Linked DNA regions of Oncorhynchus mykiss: all the other regions are linked to region 3. The links are chromatin contacts, called in public Hi-C maps. All regions are on one chromosome and are shown on one strand. Each heading gives the region's core, a stretch centred on a gene start, on an enhancer-like site or on the middle of the called end of the contact. The rest is flanking DNA. Distances are from core to core; before and after follow the strand shown. Region 1 holds the start of LOC110488911 (sequestosome-1). Region 2 holds the start of LOC110488912 (TBC1 domain family member 9B). Region 3 holds the start of LOC110488909 (calnexin).

Region 1 (3,381 bases), core at 70-2,569, 170 kb before region 3:
GTCCACAGTTTATCCTCACTAGCTTTTTTATTTGAAGAACAATGGTTAGTTTAGGGAATATTGTTCATACAAAAGGTGTTGTGCTAAGACCAACAGGATTGTCATATTCCAAGTTAGTTTTTTGGAAAATGCCCCATTTTTTTTTTTTTTATCAATGCAGTCTTATCAATTAATATTGAATAGTATAATTCACTACCTGGTGTGACTGTTGGAATTTAATTGACCCCAACCCTGATGCCCAATATGGAAAACGTAAATGTTGTGGTCCCAGTCAATATTATTACTGTATGAAATAAGGTCACCTCTGATTCCCTTGGGTTGAGGAGGCTTATTGGGAGTAGAGCGCTAATAGAGTTGGTATTAACCTGTGTTGCTAAATTGGTATTAACTGTGTTGCTAAGTTACGGCAAGAGACTTCATTTAGCAATCCTAAAAGCCTAAACATTGGCATATAAAAAAAAAGTGCCCCCTTCACTGTATCCCATGTTAAAATTAATGGATGTTTTGTCCACTGAACTGCCAGGTGTTTAGGCAGGGCTAGTTTAGAGAAATGTAGTATAACAACCTTCACCTGTTGAAGGATGAAGACTATAATTGGTAACCGATTTAAATTTACCACATCGCATGTATGACAAATGAAACAGGGCCTGCTCACTCAATTTCTCTGACATTCACCATGAAATGCTATGTTAAATGTAGGCCTGTAAAAACGCTCTGTGTACCAACTCTATCCGATGTATATAGTGCAATATGGTGCATAAAGACAAATTGTCTTGTTGAGCTCTATTTTGGTCGGGAGATTATTGAATGTATTGCAATTTTGACACGCTGGTCTATGCTTCGACATTTATCAGTAGTCTAGTTTGTTCAGTGCGCACTGCGCTGCGCGCGGCGGATAATATTATGGAAGATTACAGCCCAACAGCAATATTCAGATATGACAACATAATAAACGCAATCGAAGACACTACAGTGGATTCCTATAAATGGTTCACTAGTATAGGCTTACCTTTGTAAAACATTTGATAGGTGACATTTCGCAGGGTTGAGAAAACATCCTCAACCTTTTTTTTCAGATACTCAAAACTCGTTGAAACATCTTGGTCCACAGCAATGCGACGAATTTCTTTCGGCGCATCCTCCTTCCCAAGGAGATAGGCTTTGACGGTCATGGACATGGTTGATTCTTTTCACAATTTCAGCCCTATACTCGCTCCGAAATATTTGTTGCGCAGTTAAAATGTTGAAGGCCCGTTCCACTGCAAACTCGATCGCTGTCAGTGCGTCGTGCTTTTCTGGGTACAGTTCCGTTTATAAACCTTATATGGCGTCACGTGTAATATTTATGCAGCTGTCTAGCCAATCACGAGGGCTTGGAGCGGCTTCATGGGGAAGTCCACCGTTTCTAAATGGCGAAGGTACGTGGTATTTTTGCTCAATGGGACGTCCATACCCTCCATTAAAGTAGAAATGTAAGGGTTACTGTACGGGTAGGGATTAAATGGGTAATCAGACGTTGCTCCATCCACTTTTTGACTTTTAAATGAATTATATGTACACATTGATTTTGAAAGATATAACTTATAAATAAATGCCGTAGTTCAACCGTCCCCATCAAAACCCCAAATTAACTGGTTTTATACAAAGTAAACGTAAACAAAAACTACATCGTTTTAACCATGTTTTGAGGCTATGATTTTGATATCATGGATGGTCAGTCCTTGCATCCAAAGCTATGTCTATGAATTTGTAAGTGGTTAAATTTCTCAAGCCCTATCCATAAGCTTTTTAGCGAAACAGGGGAAGGGAAAATGCTTTGTTACTGTTTCTACTGCTGATTCTCGATTTAAGGTTAGGGTTGGGTTTAGGGTAGGGATGTCACAAGGATACCGGATAGCACTAACTAAATGACAACGCTCTGCTCCTTCTGTTGTTGTGCGCAAAAGGCTTCCAAGCTAATTGAAACAAATGGGTGGGACGCTAAAGGTTGAATGAAGTTAAGAGGCCGAGGTATGACAAGGCACTTTCCGTACCGGAATTCCCCGCGTGAGATCAGTGTTGATCGACACTAGCTCGAACTGTTTCAGTCACTTCAAACATTGACCTTGACTTGCCTAGTTAAATCAAATAAAAAATACACATTGACCTCGATGACTGTGATATTTGAAGAGGGGCTTGTATTGAAGCCTGATTTTCTCGATAAAAAAATCCCCATAGCCTCGATCTATTCTATTACTATTTTATTATTAGTCTTAATAGCACTAGGCCTATAGTAGTGAGAGGGACAGATTCCATTAGTTCACGAGTTACCTACTTCTGTATAGCAGAATTCTAAGTTATAGGGGTATAGGCTAATACAAAGTCCATAATACAACTACATCACCATGCACCTTGTTTTAGTGCCTATAGACATATACGAAAGACTGTCCTAGCCTTGTTGGTCTACTTTGACTAAGCATTCTTGCAGTCATCATGAGTGAAACATGTTGGTTCCATGGCCTTAAACAAGACATGAGATACAATATGTTTCATAATAGGTCACTTTATTTATTATTTTTCAATATACAGTACCAGTCAAAAGTTTGGACACACCTACTCATGAAAGGGTTTTTCTTTATGTTTTACTATTATTCTACATTGTAGAATAATAGTGAAGACATCAAAACTATGAAATAACACATATGGAATCATGTAGTAACCAAAAAAAGTGTTAAGCGAATCAAAATATATTTTATATTTGAGATTCTTCAAAGTAGCCACCCTTTGCCTTGATGACAGCTTTGCACACTCTTGGCATTCTCTCAACCAGCTTCATGAGGTAGTCACCTGGAATGCATTTCAATAAACAGGTGTGCCTTGTTAAAAGTTAATTTGTGGATTTTCTTTCCTTCTTAATGCGTTTGGGCCCATCAGTTGTGTTGTGACAGAGTAGGGGTGGTATATAAAGGATAGCCCTATTTGGTAAAATACCAAGTCCACATTATTGCAAGAACAGCTCAAATAAGCAAAGACAAACAACAGTCCATCATTACTTTAAAACATGAAGGTCAGTCAATCCGGAAAATTTCAACAACTTTGAAAGCTTCTTCAAGTTCGGTCGCAAAAACCATCAAGCGGTATGATGAAACTGGCTCTCACGAGTTCTGCAACAGGAAAGTAAGAGCCAGAGTTACCGCTGCTGCAGAGGTTAAGTTCATTAGAGTTACCAGCCTCAGAAATTGCAGCCCAAATAAATGCTTCACAGAGTTCAAGTAACAGACACATCTCAACATCAACTATTCAGAGTAGACGGAGTGAATCAGGCCTTCATGGTTCAATTGCTGCAACAACAAAAAACACTAATAAAGGACACCAATAAGAAGAAATGACTTGCTTGGCCCA
Region 2 (3,843 bases), core at 415-2,914, 230 kb before region 3:
TATGCTAAACAAAATAATATATATATATATATATATATATATATATATATATATATATATATATATATATATATATATATATACACACACACACACACATAAAAAGCGCCACATTGAGTGCATATTGTGATAGATATATATATATATATATATATATATATCACAGAGGTAGGCTTCAGAACCATGTGCATGATTAGTTTGTGCATCACTATTTTGAACTACGATCAGTCAGACCTGTCATACAGTATGTCGAATTGACCTTTTCCAAAAAACAATTCAGTCATATTGTCTTTTTCGTCTACTTTTATTTTCTTCCAAGAGTCTGTTGTAATTGCTTCTCCTCACCCTTTATCCACTTTTCTATTTTTCTTTTTCGGCCCTCTTTCATTCACTCTTATCTCGTTTTCTACTGTCCATGGTATATCTTGAAGCACTCAATGTACAGTGGCACTTTGCATTTCTCACATGCATAGGTAGTGCGTTTGTCACAATGACGACATCTCTGGAACCGGTGCATCATGTTGATTGGCCAGTAAGAAGCTGTGTCATATCTTGCCTGATCTTCAACAGTAACAGCCAGTAAAGATCTCCTTCCGTGGCTCAGTGGTTTCGTGCCAAACTTTTGCACATTTGGGCTGTATACTATGTGGTTTGGAATCACATCGGTGGCAGGCATCTTTGATCGTTTGAACACTCAATCTTTATTTTTGACCACTTGCAGCTTTTCCCTTGGCTCTTCTGGCTGACCCCTCGGTCAGGTAGAGGCCCTTGGCTCTTCATTATCAACAATGGGGGGTGGATAGGTCATCATCACTGATAATGTTGTTCCTGTCATGATCTGTTTGCATAGGATCAGCAACAGCCTGGCTGGCAAATGGCCTGTCCATAGTCCATATCTGACCCATCACAATCACGGAGGACAGCATCTTTCTCATTATGAGGGATAACTGCAATGTTTGCATGCCTTGTCTGGGCAGTCACCTAGATCCAACATATCCAGAACTTGCCTCAAAGTGAAACTAAAAGAAAGAACAGAGTAGAAAGTTAGGTAGAACAAGAACTATTATGTGTATACCTAGATGCACTGTTATCTCACCGGTCACTATTGTTGCCGTCAACATGTTTACACATTCTATGACCACACTGAACAAAGTTGAATAATTGCAAATCCATATATCAATACTAGACACTTTAAAGATGATGTGTACCAAAAATCCTTGTCCCATCTTTATGTTAACATACTTTACTAACCTTTTGTTTGGAAGCTTTGGTGCAGCCATCGTCTTCTCATGGTGCAACCAGGAAGTAAACAGCTCTGGTCATGTGACAAATTACATTAACATGTGACACTGCACATATTTCATTGAGACCCTTTATTATTTCAATACTTGCTGTGAATGCATTGATGCATAAACATTTTAGAGCCTTATAACTGAAAACGTTTTTTACGGTCACGATTGGATTAAATAGGTTAAATGAATACAGTGCGTCAAGCAGCGATGTACACTATGATATGAACGTTAAGTGGACGTGTTTACGTAAAAGTAGAAAGCGACCAGTTTCGAGGGTTAGTTATCCCAGCCTATTTCTACCTTAATCACACCACTGCTAGCCCTAAAGTTTTTTTCCACGAATTTTTACGATATACTCTTTGGACTTTGTGGCTGTGGTAACCGTTTTCGAGTAGACAACAGCAGAGCAACCAGCTGCACAGACGGACATGAACTCAAAACAGCAGGCAACACGTCTGCAAAACATGCTTGTGTGAAGTCGCTTACCGTACGCTTTGCACCATAATATCCAACAATAAGTGTGTAATTTGGAAAAAGCTTTTTCAAAATGTGGATAACTCCAGAGGAGGTGTTGCTTGCCAACGCTCTGTGGGTGAGCGAAAGGGCGAACCCCTTCTTCATTCTCCAGAGGAGAAAGGGCCATGGCAAAGGAGGGGGCATCACTGGTAACTAACTATACAATAACATTATTTGGTTTACAATTGCTCTCATGTTTATGAAAAATGTAATTTGCGTTGGCTAATGTAATGAGGGATTTAGCTAACGTTATCTAGAAAGCTTGGTGTTTTAGCAAGGTAACGTTAGCTAGCGCGCAGGCTCGCTGTTGATGTTGACGTGTAAAGTGGAGCTGGATCCCAAGCTAGCGCGTTGTTTTTTCTTCGTCTGCAGCTACTACTAACTAACATCGTTGATAGGTTTTATTTGCTGGAAGTATGTGCATTTTCTCACATGCACTACTAAACAGTACATATAGCTAGTAAACTATGTCAGCCTAACCAACCCAATACTGTTTGATTGCGGACCGCAATTCGGGGCGTTCTTGCATTTAGATATTTCTGCATTTTAGGAACGTCCCCTCCAGCATACAATTAGGTCCATCATAAACGACCCCATCTCCCGATCATCCCATTGGTTCCTGCATGAACGAAAACCTTCGCTCGCTGTCATCAACCGAATTGCCGTAAAACAGTGCACCGCAGGGGGGCGAAGGCCACTGTCTGTCTACCTGCGTCGTTCCCTCTAGTTCCTCTGGTACAGAGCAGGCCATGTGAGCACAAGGTGTCGCTCCCGCCTATTGTGTATCGGAGACCCCAAGGACAAGCTAGCTAACGTTAGTCCTCCACTCCCACCTGCTAAAGGACACTGTCTACTGTTGTCGCCCTCGACTATTCTTCTTCTGTGGGTTTTATCGCCAGTTGGCATCCAACGTTATGGTACCTACTGTACCGGCCGTTATGGCAGTCAAGCAATGCAATCCGCAAAGAGTTGTTTACAATCTAGTCCTGTAGTGGCCACAGCCAGAGGTCGTTTCAAATGTATCAATAAATGATCTTATTTGAATGCCTAGCAATCAACAGATGTACATTGTTTAAAGCAGTGGTTCTCAACTGGTTTTGCTTGGGGACCCACATTTGACAATGACAATTGAGTTGCGACGCAATATTATGGACTGTTGATAATCCCATTTTGGAATGTTGTATTGCTGCTGCCTTAATTGGGCAGGCTTCACTTGCAAAATCACGGTCTACTCTTATAGTATTAAAGTCATTACACAGCCATATTAACTGAGAGAACATTTATTATGATTTCAAGAATAAGCCATTTTAATTAGGAGACCAGTTCAGGAGTGGGGTGTAATACATTATCAGACTCGGAACATGACATCAAAACCAGTTCAATAATGTTAATGAACAGTAACACAAACGTTTTTAAAATAAATAAAAAAAACAGCAATCATTAGGAATTCTTAATCATCAATTACCTTGTGAATAGTTTCACAACCTTAACGTTTTTTTTAAAGGTGTATGTTTTTAACCAGTTTAATAAAATGTAATATGAATGTCAGTATTAATGAACAATTATACTTAAGGCAATAAATAGGCCATGGTGGCAAAGTAATTACAATATAGCAATTAAACACTGGAATGGTAGGGTGTGCAGAAGATGAATGTGCAAGTAGAGATACTGGGGTGCAAGATAAATAAATAAATAAAGTATGGGGATGAGGTAGATTGGATGGGCTATTTACAGATAAGCTATGTGCAGGTGCAGTGATCCGTGAGCTGCTCTGACAGCTGGTGCTTAAAGCTAGTGAGGGAGGTAAGAGTCTCCAGCTTCAGAGATTTTTGCAGTTCGTTCCAGTCATTGGCAGCAGAGAACTGGAAGGAGAGGCAGCCAAAGGAAGAATTGGCTTTGGGCGTGACCAGTGAGATATACCTGCTGGAGCGCGTGCTACGGGTGGGTGCTGCTATGGTGACCATTGAGCTGAGATAAGGCGGGGCTTTACCTAGCAGACTTGTAGATGACCTGGAGCCAGTGGGTTTGGCGACGA
Region 3 (3,802 bases), core at 550-3,049:
TGTTCTGCACTACTACTATAATGAATTGATGGTGGAATTTATTAAAGTACTGTAATTGTCGTGACACCAGACTTATACATCTTCCAAACAGGCTCTGTGACGGCAAGGGCCAAAGTTCTATGTATTGCTAGATGCAAAGTATTTTGCAGTTAAAGGGACACATTAATTTGCTTTTGCATACTTGGATCCAAAAAACATTCCTTTATCAGAGCCCAACTGAAAAACCATTGAAAGCCCTTGATCGAAATCTGAAGAGTTGTCGGCACAGAACAGGAATATGGGATTTCAGCCAATACAAGTGTACTGAAAGAGAAATTCAACTTGGGGACTTAACTCAGAAGCGAAGCCGCTTTTCTATCGAATACAGAATGCAACATTGATTCTGATTCTGATCAATGTTAACACAGTTTCTCAGCAACAACTGACCTAAACTTGTTTTCCATTTATTGGGGTGTGCACTCCAGTAAACAAGCTGTTTTAAGAGCCCCTTCGTTGCTATCGGTATGGCCACTATACAGTAGCAGGTGCATGGGTGCATTAAGTCAACGTAGGGCTACGGATAGAAAAATCTGAACTGTACCCAATGAGCTAAGGAGGAGAAAGAGTTTTATTTTCTTGTAAGGTGCACTGGAATGCATTGCTATTATATGTTGTATTTTGTATAATTTAGATAAACTATATTTAATGATGTTATCTATCCATTCTGTGAATTGTAATAAAGACGGAATTTCAATTGACATGGGTTTGTTTTTGTTTCAAGTTATTTGCTCTGGTCAATTCAATAAAAATCTGAGTAATCTCGTGTGAATTAGTCTGCTTTTGTGAAAGGTAGGCTACGCTACTTTTCTGGTACCAAATCACATGTACATGGGTCACATTCCTTGAATATTTCATTAATGGACCATGTGACTGCAAAGTCCCATTGATATTTTGACACCATAGGCTTTGGTGCTCGGTAGAATGCAAGTGAGTAGGCCTATGTGTAGCTATGACATTTGGGCTAGATAGAATTGGAGTGCCCGTTTTCTGCAATTCAACTTTGAAAGCCAATGTCTACATTTACTGTAAACGTTGCATGAACTATGTCGGCTCAATCGGAAAGTACTTTTAGAAATGTCCATTGAGCTATAGTTCCTTCCGCAGGTCGGATTGAATGCATCTCTAGGCCATAAGGTTTTGTGATAATATTGTAGGGTAGGCTATTTGATATTTTCATTTAGCAGCATACAGTCAGGGCACTTCAGAAAATAGGGTGTATAGAACACAGCATTCATTTTCAAACATGATCATCCATACAACATAAAGCGCTTTGAGCACATGTAAAAGCACTACATAAATCAAGTCCATTATTATGGGGTTCAAACACCCCCAAATTTGACCAGGATGGGGGCATGCAAATTAGCATTTGTTGTTGTTTATGATCAGAAAAAAAGAACTATATCCAAATGAATGCATCTATCAACAGGGATGTAATTATATTGTACATTATTGAATGAACCTACACCATATTCAATAAACCTCACATTCAGAATGATCACATCGGCGCTTTAGTTGATAAATTAATATGTGAAGAGTTTTACTATTTTATTCGAACTTCACAAAGTACATAAATCATTAATTGATCATAAACTACAACAATCATCAATCATTTTCGCTGCTGCAAATTTATATTTGAGCCTTGTCTGACTATAACCAATCGGCATGCATTTCCTCTTAGAGCTGGACAAATCATCGCCGTCCACGAGGTTGAGATTGGGGGCGGAGACCATTCATTGTGATGAGCGTGTAGTACAAGCAATCAAATTCCTATAATTCCCGGAAAATATCAACATTTTCATGTTGGCAACCAATCAGCAAGTGGAGAAGGTGGAGCTACTAATCCAGTATGCGTGCCCCAAAGCCACACGTGATCCGGCTGTAGTTCCAAGTGGTCACATCGGAATCAGGAGGTAAGTAATGACGAACAAATATCACTTCTTACAAACATAAGTCGCTAAATTATAATGTCAGTCAAAATTGATATAGGATGTTCAGCTGTTTACATACAGGCCAGTATCGTTTAATTGCAATACTGAATAAGATCAAGAACCCATGCGTGGTCTTAGCATAGACTGGCTAGCTGACGTCCAGCTAGCAAGCTAATTTAGCCTAGTTAGCAATTAAGATAACACATTAATGTAATTGTTCCGTTTATTGTCATGTAACATCGTCAGTTGCACACTTTGCTCGTGTGTTCATTTTGCAGACATTTTGTGTAAGACAAGTTGGACAGGCTAACGTTACCTAACTTGGCTACATGGGAGGCATCGAACGTGGATAGCAAGCGATACCAGCCTCGAGTTAAAGCAAGGAAAATGGACAAATATTGCCTCTTTGTTACAATAACGTTCCGACATTTTCACAAACTATATTGTAGTTGACTAACACTAGAAATCAGTAAAAAAAAAAAGTGGTGATGATGCAGCAGTGTGTGTCATGGTGCGAAACCAATATATGGCTATTTAATTAAATATCGTACACAAGTAAATGAATGGACTCATGATAAGCATTCTGCCCTAACTATGTAGCTATGTCATTTTTCGTGTGGTCATTGTAATCGCGTTTCCTGTGTTGGATATAGTGGGTAACATTAGCATACTCCCTTCAAAAGGGGGTTATCAAGATGAGTACTATAGCTAGCTACAGATAATATTATATGAAATCATTTTCCTTAGGAGCTACATGAAGCCTGCTTATAGGAATTGCTCCGTGTTTTATAGGAAAACCTTGTTACCCCTGTTCTACCATGGAAACGGGTATTACTGGCAAAGCACTTAGAAGTCTGACCAGTTTTACAAACCCACTTCCGCCACTGAATGAAACCAGAAAGTGCAACGGCTAGATAGAGGTCATACAGCGCCCTCTTGGAAATGTGGCTTTTACAGTTTGCTTATCTAACGGAATTGGTTAGCTTTGGGACACATCAGAAGTCTTTGTATTGGTTGGACTCCCTGAGTTGTGCATAGATCTGGTGGCTGGCGACCAAAAATAACCATATCACAACATGGCCAGCTTCACCCCCCCCCCCCCCCCCCCCCCCCCCCAATTTATTTTCTGCCACCAAGGCACATGTATAATTTCTAGGAACTGGATTTACAAGATGTAAAGTGAAATGTTAACCTCGCTATGAAATAAATGTCTGAATCCAACTTTTGTCTGAACTGCACCATATTCCTGCTGTGTGTGTGTAGTGCTTGGTCTAATTGCAGGAATATGGTGCAGTTCGGAGAACAATTGGATTCGGGCGCTTATTTGATAGCGAGGAACACTTCACTTTATATCTGGTAAATCGAGTTCCTAGAGATTTTACGTATGCCTTTATTGACAGGAAAAGTTTTTGGGGGGTGAAGCCGGCTATATTGTGATAGGGTTATTTTCCGTCGCCACCCACCAGAAGGATGCAGAACTCAGGGTGTCCAACCAATACAGACTCCCGATGTTTCCCAAAGCTAGAATTGGTGTGTCTTATTGAATGGTTAGCTATTGTGAGAAATGTAGTTGGTATTCTATATAAATAATTTATTTGAATGGGCATAGGAAGTTGGACATTTGTTGTTTAACCTTGTTAAATAATAACTTCTCAGTTCTCTGGTGGGTAATATTTAAAACAGATCTGTTATGTTTTAAGATTGGACATTAAGAAGATAATTGCATTTTAAATCCACTCAATTTAGTAACTAATGTTGAATGGCACAATAGACTGATACACATGCTTTAAAATATAATATTAGCTTTTACATAATCTTCTTACATCTTGCAATAT

The links. Hi-C and Micro-C count contacts between places; a contact is called where the count stands out from the background.
Region 1: a Hi-C map of liver shows a contact between it and region 3, with 5 times the contacts expected there. The contact joins the promoter of LOC110488911 here to the promoter of LOC110488909 in region 3. A contact is called at or near these places in 2 of 3 Hi-C or Micro-C datasets (blood and liver).
Region 2: a Hi-C map of liver shows a contact between it and region 3, with 3 times the contacts expected there. The contact joins the promoter of LOC110488912 here to the promoter of LOC110488909 in region 3. A contact is called at or near these places in 2 of 3 Hi-C or Micro-C datasets (blood and liver).

What each region holds. Positions count from the first base shown.
Region 1 is chr14:16,051,794-16,055,174 of USDA_OmykA_1.1, reverse strand. LOC110488911 (sequestosome-1) reads right to left here and starts at 1,319. Exons shown (of 7, transcript XM_021561371.2): 1 at 1,010-1,319. The coding sequence starts at 1,178. All of the region lies in intron 1 of LOC110488910 (alpha-1,3-mannosyl-glycoprotein 4-beta-N-acetylglucosaminyltransferase B), which reads left to right.
Region 2 is chr14:16,112,002-16,115,844 of USDA_OmykA_1.1, reverse strand. LOC110488912 (TBC1 domain family member 9B) reads left to right here and starts at 1,664. Exons shown (of 21, transcript XM_036943043.1): 1 at 1,664-1,957. The coding sequence starts at 1,934.
Region 3 is chr14:15,886,343-15,890,144 of USDA_OmykA_1.1, reverse strand. LOC110488909 (calnexin) reads left to right here and starts at 1,799. Exons shown (of 14, transcript XM_036943036.1): 1 at 1,799-1,949. It overlaps LOC110488910 (alpha-1,3-mannosyl-glycoprotein 4-beta-N-acetylglucosaminyltransferase B), which reads left to right. Exons shown (of 15, transcript XM_036943038.1): 15 at 1-737.